3 separate regions of the Oryctolagus cuniculus genome follow, and regions 1 and 2 are each linked to region 3. The links are chromatin contacts, called in public Micro-C maps. All regions are on one chromosome and are shown on one strand. Each heading gives the region's core, a stretch centred on a gene start, on an enhancer-like site or on the middle of the called end of the contact. The rest is flanking DNA. Distances are from core to core; before and after follow the strand shown. Region 1 holds the start of TAGLN2 (transgelin 2). Region 2 holds the start of DCAF8 (DDB1 and CUL4 associated factor 8). Region 3 holds the start of IGSF8 (immunoglobulin superfamily member 8).

What was found. Hi-C and Micro-C count contacts between places; a contact is called where the count stands out from the background.
Region 1: a Micro-C map of ear pinna shows a contact between it and region 3, with 3 times the contacts expected there. The contact joins the promoter of TAGLN2 here to the promoter of IGSF8 in region 3. A contact is called at or near these places in 2 of 6 Hi-C or Micro-C datasets (ear pinna and an unstated tissue).
Region 2: a Micro-C map of ear pinna shows a contact between it and region 3, with 8 times the contacts expected there. The contact joins the promoter of DCAF8 here to the promoter of IGSF8 in region 3. A contact is called at or near these places in 3 of 6 Hi-C or Micro-C datasets (ear pinna, psoas muscle and an unstated tissue).

Annotation. Positions count from the first base shown.
Region 1 is chr7:39,017,421-39,022,149 of mOryCun1.1, forward strand. It overlaps TAGLN2 (transgelin 2), which reads left to right and starts at 2,628. Exons shown (of 5, transcript XM_070077488.1): 1 at 2,628-2,931. It overlaps LOC138850517 (a long non-coding RNA gene), which reads right to left. Exons shown (of 2, transcript XR_011390345.1): 1 at 4,260-4,729. IGSF9 (immunoglobulin superfamily member 9) reads left to right here. Exons shown (of 20, transcript XM_051858482.2): 18 at 1-164; 19 at 357-475; 20 at 689-1,168. The coding sequence ends at 870.
Region 2 is chr7:38,635,269-38,639,926 of mOryCun1.1, forward strand. It overlaps DCAF8 (DDB1 and CUL4 associated factor 8), which reads left to right and starts at 1,990. Exons shown (of 20, transcript XR_011390341.1): 1 at 1,990-2,118; 2 at 3,426-3,535; 3 at 3,948-4,113; 4 at 4,525-4,610.
Region 3 is chr7:38,823,802-38,828,336 of mOryCun1.1, forward strand. It overlaps IGSF8 (immunoglobulin superfamily member 8), which reads left to right and starts at 1,501. Exons shown (of 7, transcript XM_002715248.5): 1 at 1,501-1,791. The coding sequence starts at 1,515.

The DNA.
Region 1 (4,729 bases), core at 1,378-3,877, 190 kb after region 3:
AGCCAGAGCAGCGGGCGAGGCAGTGCCTCCTTCCTGCGGCCCCCATCCACAGCGCCCTCTGCTGGAGGCAGCTACCTCAGTCCTGCTCCAGGGGACACCAGCAGCTGGGCCAGCGGTCCTGAGAGGTGGACCCGAAGGGAACATGTGATGACAGTCAGCAAGAGGTGAGGGCGGTCCCTGCCCACCCCTGCCCTTACTGCAGCCCTGCTCCATGGTCCCAGACATCCCCAATACCCTGTGCCTCTGGCTCCAGTCCCACCCTGGACTTTTGCTGAGGTCCAGGGATTTTCACGGGGGAGCCCTTGGCCCAACCCGAGTGTGATGATCCCCTCTTCCTTCGCCCACACTGTTAACAGGAGGAACACATCTGTGGATGAGAACTACGAATGGGACTCAGAATTCCCTGGGGACATGGAATTGCTGGAGACCCTGCACCTGGGCCTGGCACGGAGACCTGAACCAGAGCCCGAGCTAGGTGTGTGAGCCCTTTCGGAAAGGCAGGCACTCCTGGCTGCGTGTCCCCCTGCAGGACCCGGCCATCCTATCTGTGCCTGTGCCCCAGTTCCTCTGCTCCGAACTGTCTTGTTCCTTGGCTCACGCAGGCTGGAAGGTCCCAGGGAGCTTCATGGCTGAGCACCCTGGGGGATCTTGAAGCTCCTTCCCTCACTGTCCTGCCTTCTTCTTGCAGGCATAAAAAGTCCAGAGGAGGGCTGCTTGCTGGATGCAGCCCGTGCATCTGGCCCCGAGGCCCGCTGTGCTGCCCTTCGGGAGGAATTCTTGGCTTTCCGCCGCCGCCGAGACGCCTCCAGGGCCCGGCTGCCAGTCTACCGGCAGCCAGCCCCCCACCCTGAACAGGCCACTCTGCTGTGAACACCCCTAACACGAGCCTGGACAAAGGCTTGTGGACCTGCAAAGGAGGGCCCCAGTAAGACTTCGCTCCCTCCTGCCCCAGTGGTGCCCAACAGAACCTGACTGGGCTGGGGTGAGCTTGGTGTGAGATGTACACACTTCCGTGCTGGTGCCCTGGGTGACTGTGGGGATTGGAATAGGGATCCTAGATCTGCCCCTTGTGTGTGTGTGTTTGTGTGTGTGTGCGCACACACACGTGTGTGTGGTGCTGGTGGTGCGGGTGAAGTTTTTTACAGGTAAATAAAGAAAGTGAAAAATGTTTCTGTGTGTTACCTGGTTTTGAATCTGAGGGAGAGGTGGGAAAATCATTACAGAGGAGGAGAATCGTCCTGAACAAGTACGGGTGCGTGCAGCGGCATTCCAGAAGCATTTACTGGGGCAGGCACCTGATAGAGCAGCTAAGGTGCCACAGGGGACTCCCGCAGCCTTTATCAAGCCTGGGTTCAAATCCTGGCCCTGCTTCCTGCTAATGTGCACAGTGGGAGGCAGTGCTAATGGCTCAGGTACTTGGGTCCCTGCCACCCGCTGGGAGATCAGAGTTGAGTTTCAGGCTCCTGGTTACAGCCTGGCCCAACCCTGGCTGATGTGGGCATTTGGGGAGTGAACAAGCAGTTAGAAATTCTGTCTCTCTACCTTTCAAATAAAGTAACAATAAATACATGAATATTTTTAAAAAGCATTTATTGAGTGCCTAATGAGGCCAGTTAATAAAGACCAGCCACTAAAACAAAGTTTAGCAAAAAGACAAAGTTCACTGAGACTTGCCTTAGCCCTTAGGGAGTTCTTGTCAGGCCAAAAATAAAGAAATAGTTACTGTGTGATACGATAAGTTCTGTGATAAAGCTGTGTGTTGGTTATTATCATAGCACAAAGGAAGGAGTTCAGCTCAAGTAAACATGCAGTGAATCGTGTGCTAAGGCACGTGCTACAAAGGAGGCTCCTCAAAGGGAGGTGGTGGTGATAATGACAGCATTCACCATGTGCCAGCCACCACTCTCAGCTCTTCCCCTGTGCAGGTGCACTCTCCCAAGCCGAGTTACGTGGTCCTATTAGCTCTGTTTTACAGGCTAGGGAACTGAAACCTAGCGTGCTTCGGGAATCTGCCCAAAAGTCACACAGCAGCTCAGGTTGAACAGGAGAAGCGAATCAAGAAAGGAAAACATCCCAGGCACAGGAAGAGCTCTTACGAAGGCACAGGGTGGGAGGGATACAGGACTAGGTGGGACTTGGGGAATGACAGAATGGGAAGGCTGGAGGGGACTGGTTGTTCACGTCCTTGAATATCACGTACAGTGCGGAGGCTCCTATACACCAGCTCCACTAATAGGCGTAAATGGGGACTCCACCCTGGGGACTGCTGAGGGGATATCACCCTAAACTCCGCTGCCCTCCCCCCACCTGCCACCCTTCTCCTGCTCTGAGCCCCCCCTTGCTGATCCTCCTAGGACTTAAGACTGACTCCAGGTCACACAGGGGATGGCAGGGGAACAGGAGTCAGCTGTGAACCCTGGATACCAAGACCAACCACGCCCTTTGGATGGGGGTGGGGAGGGCAAGGAGTGACCTCACTGTTAGCACCTGTCCTAGCTTGAAGGAGGTGGAGGGCAAGACCACGTGGGGATGCTGTCCTGGCCTGCAAACCCCAATTCTGTCACACCCTAGTGGGGTGGGGGGAGGCTGCCTTCCTGTGGCTCCATTTACCTTGCTAACCTAGACACGCCCACAGTCTTGAGCTAACCTTGTAGGCAGAAAATTTCTTACTGGGGCACAAGTCTATGGATGGAGACCACTGCAGCTGCGGTTGTAGGCAGACTTCTCACATCCTTTAGCCTTCATTCCTACCCACCCTGCCCCTCTTAAGTTTATAGGCGCGGCGCCTTTAAACTTTCTCGGCCCTTGCCCCGCCCCTGGTCCGCCCTGTCTGAGGCGGGACCCTCCAGAAAACCCCTGGCCCCGGCTGGGCGCTACGCTTGTTGCTGAAGCCCCTGCCTGGAGTGAGCAACAGTCCAGCCCGCTTGAACGGTGAGCAGTAGCGTGGGTCCGGGCGGGAGACTGGGGGCAGGGGGATGTGCGTGGTCTTCAGAAAGCACGAAGCCAGAGCCTGAGACTTGCTCAGGGAGCTTGGGGGTCAAAGGGCTGGTTCCTGCAGGGATCCGATGACTGCTCCGCCCCAGCCCATGCTGTCAGCTCCTGTCCCCCAAAGCTGAACTTTGCCGGACAATGGGGTTCCACGAGGTTTGCGGGTGCATAGACGGACCGCCCGTCAGGAACAGAGGCTCCAGAGCCGGTCCCCATGGGGCCAAGGAAAGGAGGGCGTCGGACGTAGGTCCAGGGTCCCCGTGCGCGCCTTGGGCAGGCTCCACGCTCTCGGGGTTCTTGTGCGACCCTCCACTTCCTGGTCCTTGGAGCACGTGTGGGCACTGCCTGCGCTCTGAGTCTCCGAGGCCGCCTTTCCAGCTCGCTTTGATGTACCCGAGGTCACGGGCGGAGGCTAGGAGGTCTCCGTGCGCTGCGCCCAAGGCGGCCTCGCCGTCTCCAAGGCAGCGGTGGTCGCCAGGAGAGCCCCCGACCTCAGAAGTCTGAGGCTGCTGCCCGACCGCTCGCCAGGGTGCCCCTGTCTTCGAGGTGGGAGGGCGACTGCTCTCCAAGAACCCTTATCCCTGCCCGGGCCCCGCTGTCCCCCACGCGTGCCCCCTGCTGCTGGGAAAGCCCGTGGTGGCCGCGGGCGGGCGGGCTGCCCAAACCACTGCGTCACCCCAGCGGCGGGCCGTCGGGCGGGGGTGAGTCATCCGCAGTAACGGCCCAGGGCGTGGCGGTGGGGGTGGGGGGCGGAGGAGCGGCCTTGGGGCCAGACCTGCGGGCCGGAAGTGGACTGCAGCCTCCCCCCGCCCCGCAGGCTTCCTGGAGCCTCCTGGAGCCTGTATGGGGAGGCTCTGGGGGCGCCTGGTATCGGCGGCGCAGGAGGAAACCGGGTGGGACTGGGGATGGAATGTGGAGGTTCGGTGTGGGAGGAGACCTGTGGCCTGGACGGGCTCCCCAGCAGTTCTCTTTGACTCCAGAGCACCAGACGGGGCCAGCTCCCCCATCTCCAACCCCTCCCAATTTCTCTCTCCTGTTGCACGGGCAGACCTGACGGTAGAGCTGGCCAAGATGGGGCTGGACCCGCAGGGCCCTACCGCTCCTGAGCGACTAGTCTTTGTCCAGCTGCAGCACCAGCCCCGCCCCACCTCCAGCCCTCAGCCTCGTCCCTGCCCCTGCCCCCCCCCAGGCATTGGTCTCTAATCCTTTCCTCACTCAATTCCGTCACCCTCCAGGATTTCCAGGTATGAGCGCTTCAGTTTAGAACTCACCTTCCCCGCCCAGGGCGTTCCTTCTCCTGAATTACTTGAGTCTGCTTCTCTACACCCAGACTAACTTCCCACCTCCTCCAGTCGCTCTGCAAATCCACTGAGGCTGCCGCCTACAGAAATCCCATGCACCTGGCTCTTCCCGAGGGCGGCCCCTGGGCTCCCAGCCTCCCCTAACCAGGACTGTGTGCAGTGGGCGGTTCTGCCCGGTGCCCCCACCCTGTCTCTGTTCTTGTGTTTGGTACACAGAAGCCATGGCAACGGCCCCCACCTCGGCCCCTCCTGCTGCCCAAGCCTTGTGGCTTCCTGTTTGTGTAGCCTCTGCGTTCTTTTCTGCTCCCCACTCTTGGTGACCAGTGGGCTGCCCCTGGGGAGCTGCGCTGAGGTGGGCCCTTGGTGGGCTCCTAACCCAACGTCTTGCCTGCGTGCTGGCTTCTACCTGCTCCCTGTGGCAACTCACTTTGTGGGCTAGT
Region 2 (4,658 bases), core at 740-3,239, 190 kb before region 3:
CCTTATTCTGTGTTGCTGGCATCCCATTTGGGTGCTGATTTGAGTCCCAGATGCTCCACTTCCAGTCCAGCTTCCTACTAGTGGCCTAGGAAAGCAGTGGAAGATGGCCCCTTCACCTACATGGGAGACTGGGAAGAAACTGTTGGCTTCTGCCTCCTAGCTTCAGATCTGCCCAGCTCTGGTGTTGTGGCCATTAGGGTAGTGAACCAGCGGAGAGAATACTTTGTCTCTCCCGCCCTGTGTCTGTAACTCTTCCTCTCAAATAAATATTTTTTTAAAAAAAGAGAGACATACTTAACTGTTTATATCTATTTGTACCTCCAGCAGACTGCCAGTCAACTACCTTACAACAGGGGCTGGTCTTGATTTCTGTATTCTCCGCTGTGTTCAGCACAAGACTTTAATGAAAGATGCACTCTTTAAGTGCCAAAGCAGATTTAAACAGTTGCTATATTCTGACATCTGAGTAGAGCAATTCAAAAAGAGGAAAGTGGCGTCTAGAATGTTCTCAATCTGAGCCTCTCCTACCTTCATTCCCTCAGAGACTGGGTTCTGTGTAAAGAGAGTAAGTCAGTCAGGGAAGGCAGGCTCATCACTACTACATTTGGATTTCCCTCTTGCTCACCCTAAGGTCCCAGAGTTGTTTTCTCTAACTTGGGTTAGAAGTTCCTGACCCTGCGTCCTTTAATTTGACAAGGTTTTGTATTAAAAATTTATCTGTTTGGGGCAGGCGTTGTGGTGCAGTGGGTTAAACCACTGCCTCCTCTGCTAGCATTCCATATGGGAGCTGGTTTGAGTCCCAGTTGCTTCACTCCTGATCCAACTCTCTGCTAATTGCCTGGGCAAGCAACAGAAGATGGCCCAAGTGGTTGGGCCCCTGCCACCCACAATAGAGACTTGGAAGAAGTTCCTGGTTCCCTTGTGGCCATCTGAGGAGTGAACCATCAGATGGAAGATCTCTCTCCTCACTCTGTAACTCTGCCTTTCAAATAAATCTTATTTTTTAAAAATTATTTATTTGAAGGGCAGAGAGACAGAATGATGAGGATCTTCCATCTGCTGGTTCACTCCTGAAATGCCCACAACAGCTCAGAGCTGGGTGTGGCCAAAGCTGGGAATTCAGTCCGGGTCTGCCACGTGGTTGGCAGGGACTCAAGTACCTGAGCCATCACCTGCTCCCTCCCAAAGTGTGTATTAGTAGGAATCTGGAGCATAGCTGGCCTTGAACCCTGGCACGCCAATCGGTGTAGAATGTGGGCATCCCAACTGACATGTTAACCGCTATGCTCAACACCTGACCCGTAGAACTACAGTTTTCTAATAGGGCCTGAGAGATACCCACTAGATTCAGCAGAGAACTGTGCTTGACTAGGATCTGGAAGAACAAAAAGTGACCAATGAGTGCTGACCAAATTGTAAGCCCTGGGGCAGGAGCTGGGGATATAACAGTGAAGACAATAGAAGAAAACCTTTGTCTTTATTCTGCTTATACTCTACAGGATTGGGGATTAATAATAATAATAATAATAAACCAGAATAAATAAGGAAAATACATAGTATATCAGATAGTGTTTGATGTCAGAAAAGAGAGGGGAATTAGAAATTTGGGGGGTGCAATTTTATTTGGTGAAAAGCATTGCAGAGATGACATTTGAATGAAATACTAGAGGAAGTGAGGGGGAAAATATTACGTTATGCGCTGTAAGAGTCTTTTTTTTTTTTTTTTTGGTCATATATGCAGATTCTGGTTATTCCTAAGCAGTTTGTCCCAAACTGGCCTACCCACAGCTCTGGAAGAAATAATGAAAGACTCATTTAGGTAAAGTGGGAACCTGAAGGCAGAGCACAACACTAAGCTCCCATTCTCCATGGTTCAACGGTCCTAGGCAAGAGAGAAAACAACAAAAACAATTCCAAACCTTCCTGTCCCTTTAAAGAGGGCGGTTCTGCACTGGCCAATAATACCCGCGGCTGCCGGGAAGGGGCGGGGCGAGGGCGGGGCTCGCGGCGCCGGTGTCCTCCTCCTACGGCAAGCCGGAGGTAGCAAGATGGCGGCCGCAGAGGAAGGTTGTGGTGCCGCGGCCGAAGCGGACCGGGAATTGGAGGAGCTTCTGGAAAGTAAGAGCCCGTAATGGGAATGGCTCGAAGGGGGCGAGAATGAGGGACCCATTCAGAGGGTAAAGTGAACCTGAGATATTTGGGGCTGAGCGGGAGAGACTCTGCCAAGGTTGGGCGGGGGCGGAGTTCTGACTGCGACCCCTGATTCGATCTCTGGGTCACCGGGCCGCTCCCGGGTGGCGGCAGCAGGGGAGCTCGCCTAGTGGTAACCGGCCTTGTCAGGGCTGTGCTTCCTGATCCTCCTCTAACCTGCCTTTGCTTTTGATTAGTACCAAGTTCTTGAAGTCGAACTTGTTCCCTGCCCCCAGCAGTTTTGGCCCTTGGTGGGCGGGCGGCTGAGTGAACCTTCACGGATTGCCTGCGTTAACTCTTATTGTGTCCTTCTGTTATCTGTAACACAAAAATTTTGTCTCCTCCCAAACCTTTCTCCTTTCCCGGCCCCTGCTGCAGTTCTTTGGTCATGTTAGTTCAAGCAAACCCCTTTCCTATTTGAGAAACAGGATGCAGTAGTCCCCCGGGGGAAGAGAGTGCACTCTTCTGAAAGAGCACGGAGATTCTTTTCTCCCTTAGCCTTGTCCTTCGCTTCTCTGTCGCTTTCCTGCCCTGAGTGGGGCTTGGCCCTTTCCTAGGCTTGGCAGGCAGAGTGGTGGTGACAACACAGGCTCTTCAGGGCAGAGGTGATTTTACTGCTATCTCTTACCCAATCACGGAGATGTGGGCAGGCAGAAGAATGAACAGAACAGTGAGGTGTGCCAAGTGCCAAGTAAATGGGCAGATGGTTATCTGCAGAGGGAGAAACCAAAGGGAGAACTCAGTTGGAGAGTAAGAAAGTTGAATTCCCCGCCATAGAGCACAGAGGGAGATCCTCAGTCTGTGCTAGCACCAAGTCCAACAGGACGCAGGTGGGACATCTGGTGCTTTCCTGCCAGAGATTATCCCCTTTAGCGTTCCAGAGTGCATTCAGGGGAGTAAGGACACCTAGGTCTCTGCTCTTGTGGGAAATTTGTATGGAATTTCTCAGGAATCAGAGTATGTGCGTGCAGATGGCTGTGCAGAACTGTAACCCTGTAATCCTCGCAGCTCTGAGGGGATGCTTTTCCCACCTTAAGGAATTTCTTCCTGTTTGAGCTCAGTAAATTAGGTAATCTAAGTGGGATGCTTATTGATGGGTTGGCTGGGTGGGGGAGACAAAACTGAGGAAAGTTGGCAATATGAACGATCGTTTTCCTAATGCTTTGCCCAGAAACCAGCCAGCCTTACAGCCTCATCTGTCCCCAACACACACACCGTGTCTCTTGTCTCTGAAGGTGCTCTTGATGATTTCGATAAAGCCAAACCTTCCCCAGCACCCCTTCCTACCACCACGGCCCCCGATGCATCGGGGCCCCAGAAGAAATCGCCAGGAGACACTGCCAAAGTACACATTCTAGTCCCTTAAGGGAGGGGGCGGGGATGGGCATGCAGCTCTGAGCAGAGGTGGGGCAGGCCCCTGTGGGCCAGAGGGGAGGCGGGGAAGGGTGCCTTGGCCTCAGATCGCTGAGTGCTGTTGCAGGCCTCAGCCCTTGTGAAACAGGGACTTGAGGCTGAGTGGAAGAATCTCAAGAAACCTCCTTGGGAAAAAAGTAGGTTTAAATGGTTGGATTGGTATGCTCCCCTGTACCCCTCCCTCACTGGCCAGATGCCTTACTGGGATAGGTGGTTAGAATGTCCTGTGGAGGTGGGTAGGAGGGAGGCGCTGCATTTCCAAGAGCTACTACCTGTGGCTTCTGTGAGAGGCCAGGCCAAAGTGCAGTGCTGTAAAAGGTACTGTGGTTGCCCCTCCTCTGCAGGATGCCCTTTTCGCCTCCCAAGAGAAGTTTTTCCAGGAGCTGTTTGACAGTGAGCTGGCTTCCCAAGCCACTGCAGAGTTTGAGAAAGCAATGAAGGAGTTGGCTGAGGAAGAGCCCCACCTGGTGGAGCAGTTCCAGAAGCTCTCAGAAGCTGCCGGGAGAGTGGGTAAGGAGAGTGGGTAAAGACCCCAGAAAATGGGACTGTCTAAGCAGACCTCTTAAGTCTGTTGCTCGAAGACACCAGAATTCTTAGCAAAATTGATAGCTATCATGATGTCATAGCCGTGAGGTGGTGGGGTGAGCCATGGGTGAAGGGATGAGAATCCTGCTTAATGGAAGAGATGAGATAGGTTGGGAAGTAATAGAAAAGATTTTTCAAAACTGTTTCCATTACAGAGACTAAAGTGATAAGGAGTCATGTAAAACTGTGAACTGATCGTGAAAATAACTGTAGAGTATTCAAAGATTTCACTAGTTGGTGCTTCATGTCCTTGGTATCCAAGCTGGAAACCAGGTCAGTCCAGGCAAGGGAATGGTTAAAATCCTAAGTGGTCTTGGCCCTTTTGATCTTTCTTAGGCAGTGATGCAACCTCCCAACAAGAATTTACTTCTTGCCTGAAGGAGACACTCAGTGGACTGGCCAAAAACGCCACTGACCTTCAGGTGAGGGCTTGTGGTCCACACACTTCACCAGCTGCGTCAGCAGAATGC
Region 3 (4,535 bases), core at 251-2,750:
GGCGTGGTCGGTTAAGCCTCTGCCTGCAGTGCCAGCATTTCATACGGGCGCTGGTTCATATCCTGGCTGCTCCACTTCTGATCAAACTCCCTGCTGGTGGCCTGGAGGGCAGTGGAAAAAGGCCTTAGTGCTTGGGCCCCTGCACCCACACGGGAGACCCGGAAGAAGCTCCTGGCTCCTGGCTTTAGATCAGCCCAGCTCTGGCCATTATGGCCATTTGGGGAATGAACCAGCAAATGGAAGACCTGTCTTTCCCTCTCTCTGTCTGTAACTCTACTTCTCAAATAAATAAATAAATCTTTAAAAGCTCCCTTATGCGTCTAGGGATGGACTTGATGCAATGAGTCTGCAGGTTCCAGGCTGTGGATATATGGATAAACAGACGCCCTGCTGGCCTGCCTCTGGGCCCACACTGGGAGGTGACGGCCTCTAGGTGCCCTCCAGGCTCCCAAGCTCTGCTTCCTCCAGGGGTCCTGAGTGAGACTGCAACTGGCCAATCCATGATCACCTGCTCTGAATTGGGCACTGTGCCAGGCTCTGGAAGGGTCTGGTCTGGCCCCTGCCGCTTCCGCTCTCTGGGCCCCGGCTTCCTTCTCTGTAATGGGGGAGGTGAGAACTCAGAAAGGACAAGTAGGGGCTGAAGGGCGCCAGGTGCGAGGTGAGCCCTAGGGTCCCCTCCCATTGGCAGCCACTTTGGCCCGCCTGGCTGTTCCCTCTCTCCCTCCCCCTTGCCGCCCCTCCCACGGCCCCCTTCTCCAGGGCAGAGCACCTAGGAACCAGTTGCTCCTCCTCACCCCCCCCCCCAGGCCCTACCCTTCCCAGCTCCTCCCACTGGACACAAAACCCCAGGTCTGAACTAAGGAAACGGTTTTAATAATAACTGAAAAAACAAAACAACGTCCCCACGCCAGTTCCTCGTTCGTGTAGGTTACCCTGGGCCAAAACTCCAGCGTCAGTCCTCACGGTTACCCGGGGGGGGGGGAGGGGGGAGGATGCCGGCGGACGTGATAGAACTCAGTTCTGTCTGCAAGGGAGAAAACTGAGGCTGAGGGAGGTTAAGCAGCGGCACCAGGAAGCAATGGCTTCCGGATGACGCACCCTCCTAACCCATTCTTTCATTTCGCTCTCTGTGGGGGGTGGGGGTGTGGGGAGGTGGTACGGGTCTCCCGGGGCCCTGAACGGGGTTTCAGCCCAAAGCCCCCCCCCCCCCCCCCCCGCGTCCCGGAACTCCGGGGTCCTGCTACCCCTTCTGCAGGGTTTGCTGCGAAGACCAGTGGCCCAGAGCAAGTGACTGGATTTTAAACACGTGGCCACCACCCCAGGGCTCCTGTATCCAGCCCTCCGGGAAAGGCTAGCAGGTGCAGGGCGGGGGTGAGCTCGTTGCGAGGGTAGATAGGGATGAGCCCAGGGCCGGGGCGGGGCCTGGGGCGGGGCCAAGACTGGAGTCTGGCGGGGCGGGACTGTGACTGGGCGGGGCCGGGAACCGCGGCGGGGCGGGACGAGGCGGGACGGGAATGGTCCCTGGGGCCGCCGAGGGCGGGAGTAAAAGCAGCGGGAGGAGGCAGAGAGGAGGGGGGACCCAGCAGCTCCCGCTCGGCGCCGGGCCGCTCCGTATACCCACGCCTCGCTGCTCCGCTTCTTGCTCCCCACCCGGGCATGCGCCCCCCGCGGCCCCGGCCCCGCAGAGTCCGCGCCGCCCCCCGGAGACTCCTCAGATCCGGCTGCGCACGATGGGCGCCCTCCGCCCCACGCCGCCGCCGCGGTTGCTGCAGTTGCTGCTGCTAACGCTGGGTAAGCCCGGCCCCCGCCCCGGCCCCGCTGTCTCCCCCGCCTTTCTGAACTCCTCGCAGCCCCCTTCTGCCTCAAGGGTGTCTCCAGCCTCCCCGGGCTCGGCGCCCCGCTGCTCTAGGTGAGAGCGGTATGGCCGAGTCTGTATGGGGAGAGGCAGGGCTCCCCAGCTCCAGGCCTGGGAACTGGGGCACCCCGGATCTCAGGGAGGCAGCCCCGCTTCTCAGCCCGCATATTTAGATCCTGGGGTCGCCGCAAACGAAGTGCTGCAGGTCCCTTCTGCCCCCCACTCAGTCCCAGGCCTGGCCTTGGGTGTCTGCCCTGCGTGGGCAGTGCCTGCCCGTCTTCGTAATTGCATCAGAGTTGGCTAGAGGCCCAGGAGCCGCTTCTGCCCACAATCTTTGAAGTTGCTGTTCCCTAATTGCCCCCCATACACTTTATCTGAGGTTGGGGGCGGTTTCTACTCTCAGCCCCATCTCCACCCTGGGCCGGGTCCCTCCTTGCCGGTCTTCAGCGCTCCCGGATGGCACTGTGCCCTGCGACCCCCACTGGTCGGCACACCCCTTGAGTGACTGCTTCCCTGCCTCATGAGACGCTAAGCTCCATGGAGACTGATTCTGCGAGCTCCAAGCAACTTGTCCACAGTCTGGGTGTTTATGGGGGCCGTCTGGGGCCGGCCTTGCATGGATGCTCCAGGGTAGTGACAGTGGGATTGGTTGAGGCCTGGAGCGGAGATTCTCTGTTGGAGGTGTGTGGGCAAGAGTGTGGTGGGGAGACAGTACAGCTGCCTGCGTGGCTGCCCAGAAGACCCAAGGCCTGGGAACAGGAGCGCCATGGGTGGGGGAGTTAGAGGAGCCGATTGCAGAGGAGCAGGGTGCAGGGGGAGAGGGTGGTGGCTTGAGAGCTGGGGTAGTCAACGCAGAAGCCCCAGCCACCGCCTGTTTCCAGATAGTGCAGTCTTCCCTTGCCTCACCGCCCTGTGCCCACGGGGCTAGGAGGAGGCCTTTCTTTGGGTCCCTGGCCGGGAAGCAGATGGGTGTAGAGCGAGGAAGGAGCTGGGGGACCTGGTTGCCTAGCACTTGGCTCCTTCTCCCCAGTGGAAAGCATGGGGCAGTGAGGAGCCCAGGGGAGGTGGAGGTGGGGAGGGGGGATGCACAGAGAGGATCTGAGGGCTCACCTGCAGTGAGTGCTGGAGCCAGGATGTGAACCCAGATCCAGTCACCAGGGAGGGGGCTGGCTGGGGAGAGGAGCTGTGTGACAGCTCATTTCCCAAGGCTGGGAGGGTGACTTTCCCATGGGGATCTCCAGGCATCAGCAGCTGTGGAGCCAGGGAGGGCTGAGGGGCCCTTCTGAGCAGAGTCTGCCTCGAGGGAGTAGGCAGGAGTGGGGTGGGGTGGGGGGGAGGTGTCAGCCTGGCTGTCTGGCCTTCATGCTGATTGTATGTGCCCCAAGCGAGGTGCTCCTGAGTCACAGATTCAGGGTGGAAACTGAGACCTGGGAGAGGAAGGGACTGGTCCTGGGCCAGACTTCTGGACCTGGGGCTGCAACCTGACATCCGGACTCCAGGCCTGTGTCCTGCGCCAGCTGACCACGAGTTCTCCCCGTGACAGCCAGAGGAAGAAGGAAGGGGCTGAGAGCATGGCCGTGGGGTAGGGAAGACGAGAGGGCCTTTTGTAGAGGAGCCGGAGGGCTCCCGGACCACGGAGTGCTGGGTATTTCCCTTCAGCCACTGCACAGTGGCACGCCTGGAAGTGACTGATGAGGGCAGTCCCCTCGACCTCGCCTTGGAGTTCCCTCATCTTCCCCCTGGATTGCCCCTCTGCAGGGGTGTGTGGGAGTCATGGGGGTGGGGGGCTGAGGCAGCCCTTCTTACATCCCAGGGTTCTCTGAGCTTATCTAATGGAGGCCATGGAAGGACAGGGGAAGAGAAGGAAGACGCCGAGCCCTCCAGTGCTGCCAGGAGTATATGCTGGGGTGCAGTTGGGCGTGAGGGTAGGGGTAGAATGAAGAAGAGAGGCTTGGTCTCTCCCAGGAGGAATAGAGAGGAGCAGCTGGGAGCTTAGTGCCTCCCTACAGAAAGACAGCCGTAGGTAAATAAGTACAGGCCATATGCAAATAAAAGCTTTTGTTAGGGAGCTGGTGGGGGGCCTTGGGCATCAGCTGGGGTAGCCTAAAGGTTGGCACTGGGGGAGGGGCTTCTGCCCCCTTGCTGGCCTGGGCAGAGCCTGGTTCTTACCCCAGAAGTCCCAGGAGAAGCAGTGAGCTCATGGCACAGCTGGAGGCGGGGGGGGGGGGGGGGAGGGCATTGTGTGACTGGGGCCGTGCCCTGTCCAGCTTGGGCCACTGGCTCCATTGTCTGGCCCAGGTGACGCAGCTGAGCCAGTCAGCTCTTCTGCGCAAGATTCGGCCAGCTCCCCTCCAAGTGGGCTCAGAATCCCTTAGTCAGAAGGCTCTCCTGGCCAGGTCCGGAAGAAGTGGGGTGGAGGGATAGGGTGCAGATAAGGAGGACAGGTGGAGTCAGGAATTACGAGCCCTCTCCTGCCCTGAGGGGCTCTGCCTCTGCTTGGCTGGAATGGGAGGCAAACCTGGGCCTGCACCCCCCCTGGACATCCAGGTGTCTTAGCATCCCTTCCCTGTTCCCAGAGCAGGCCCCAAACTGTGCCAATCCTCCCCGGTTTCCTTTCGCTTCACAGGCAGGGATCAAGAAAGGTGGTAGCTGGGGACATGGAATGGGGACCCAGGCTTCC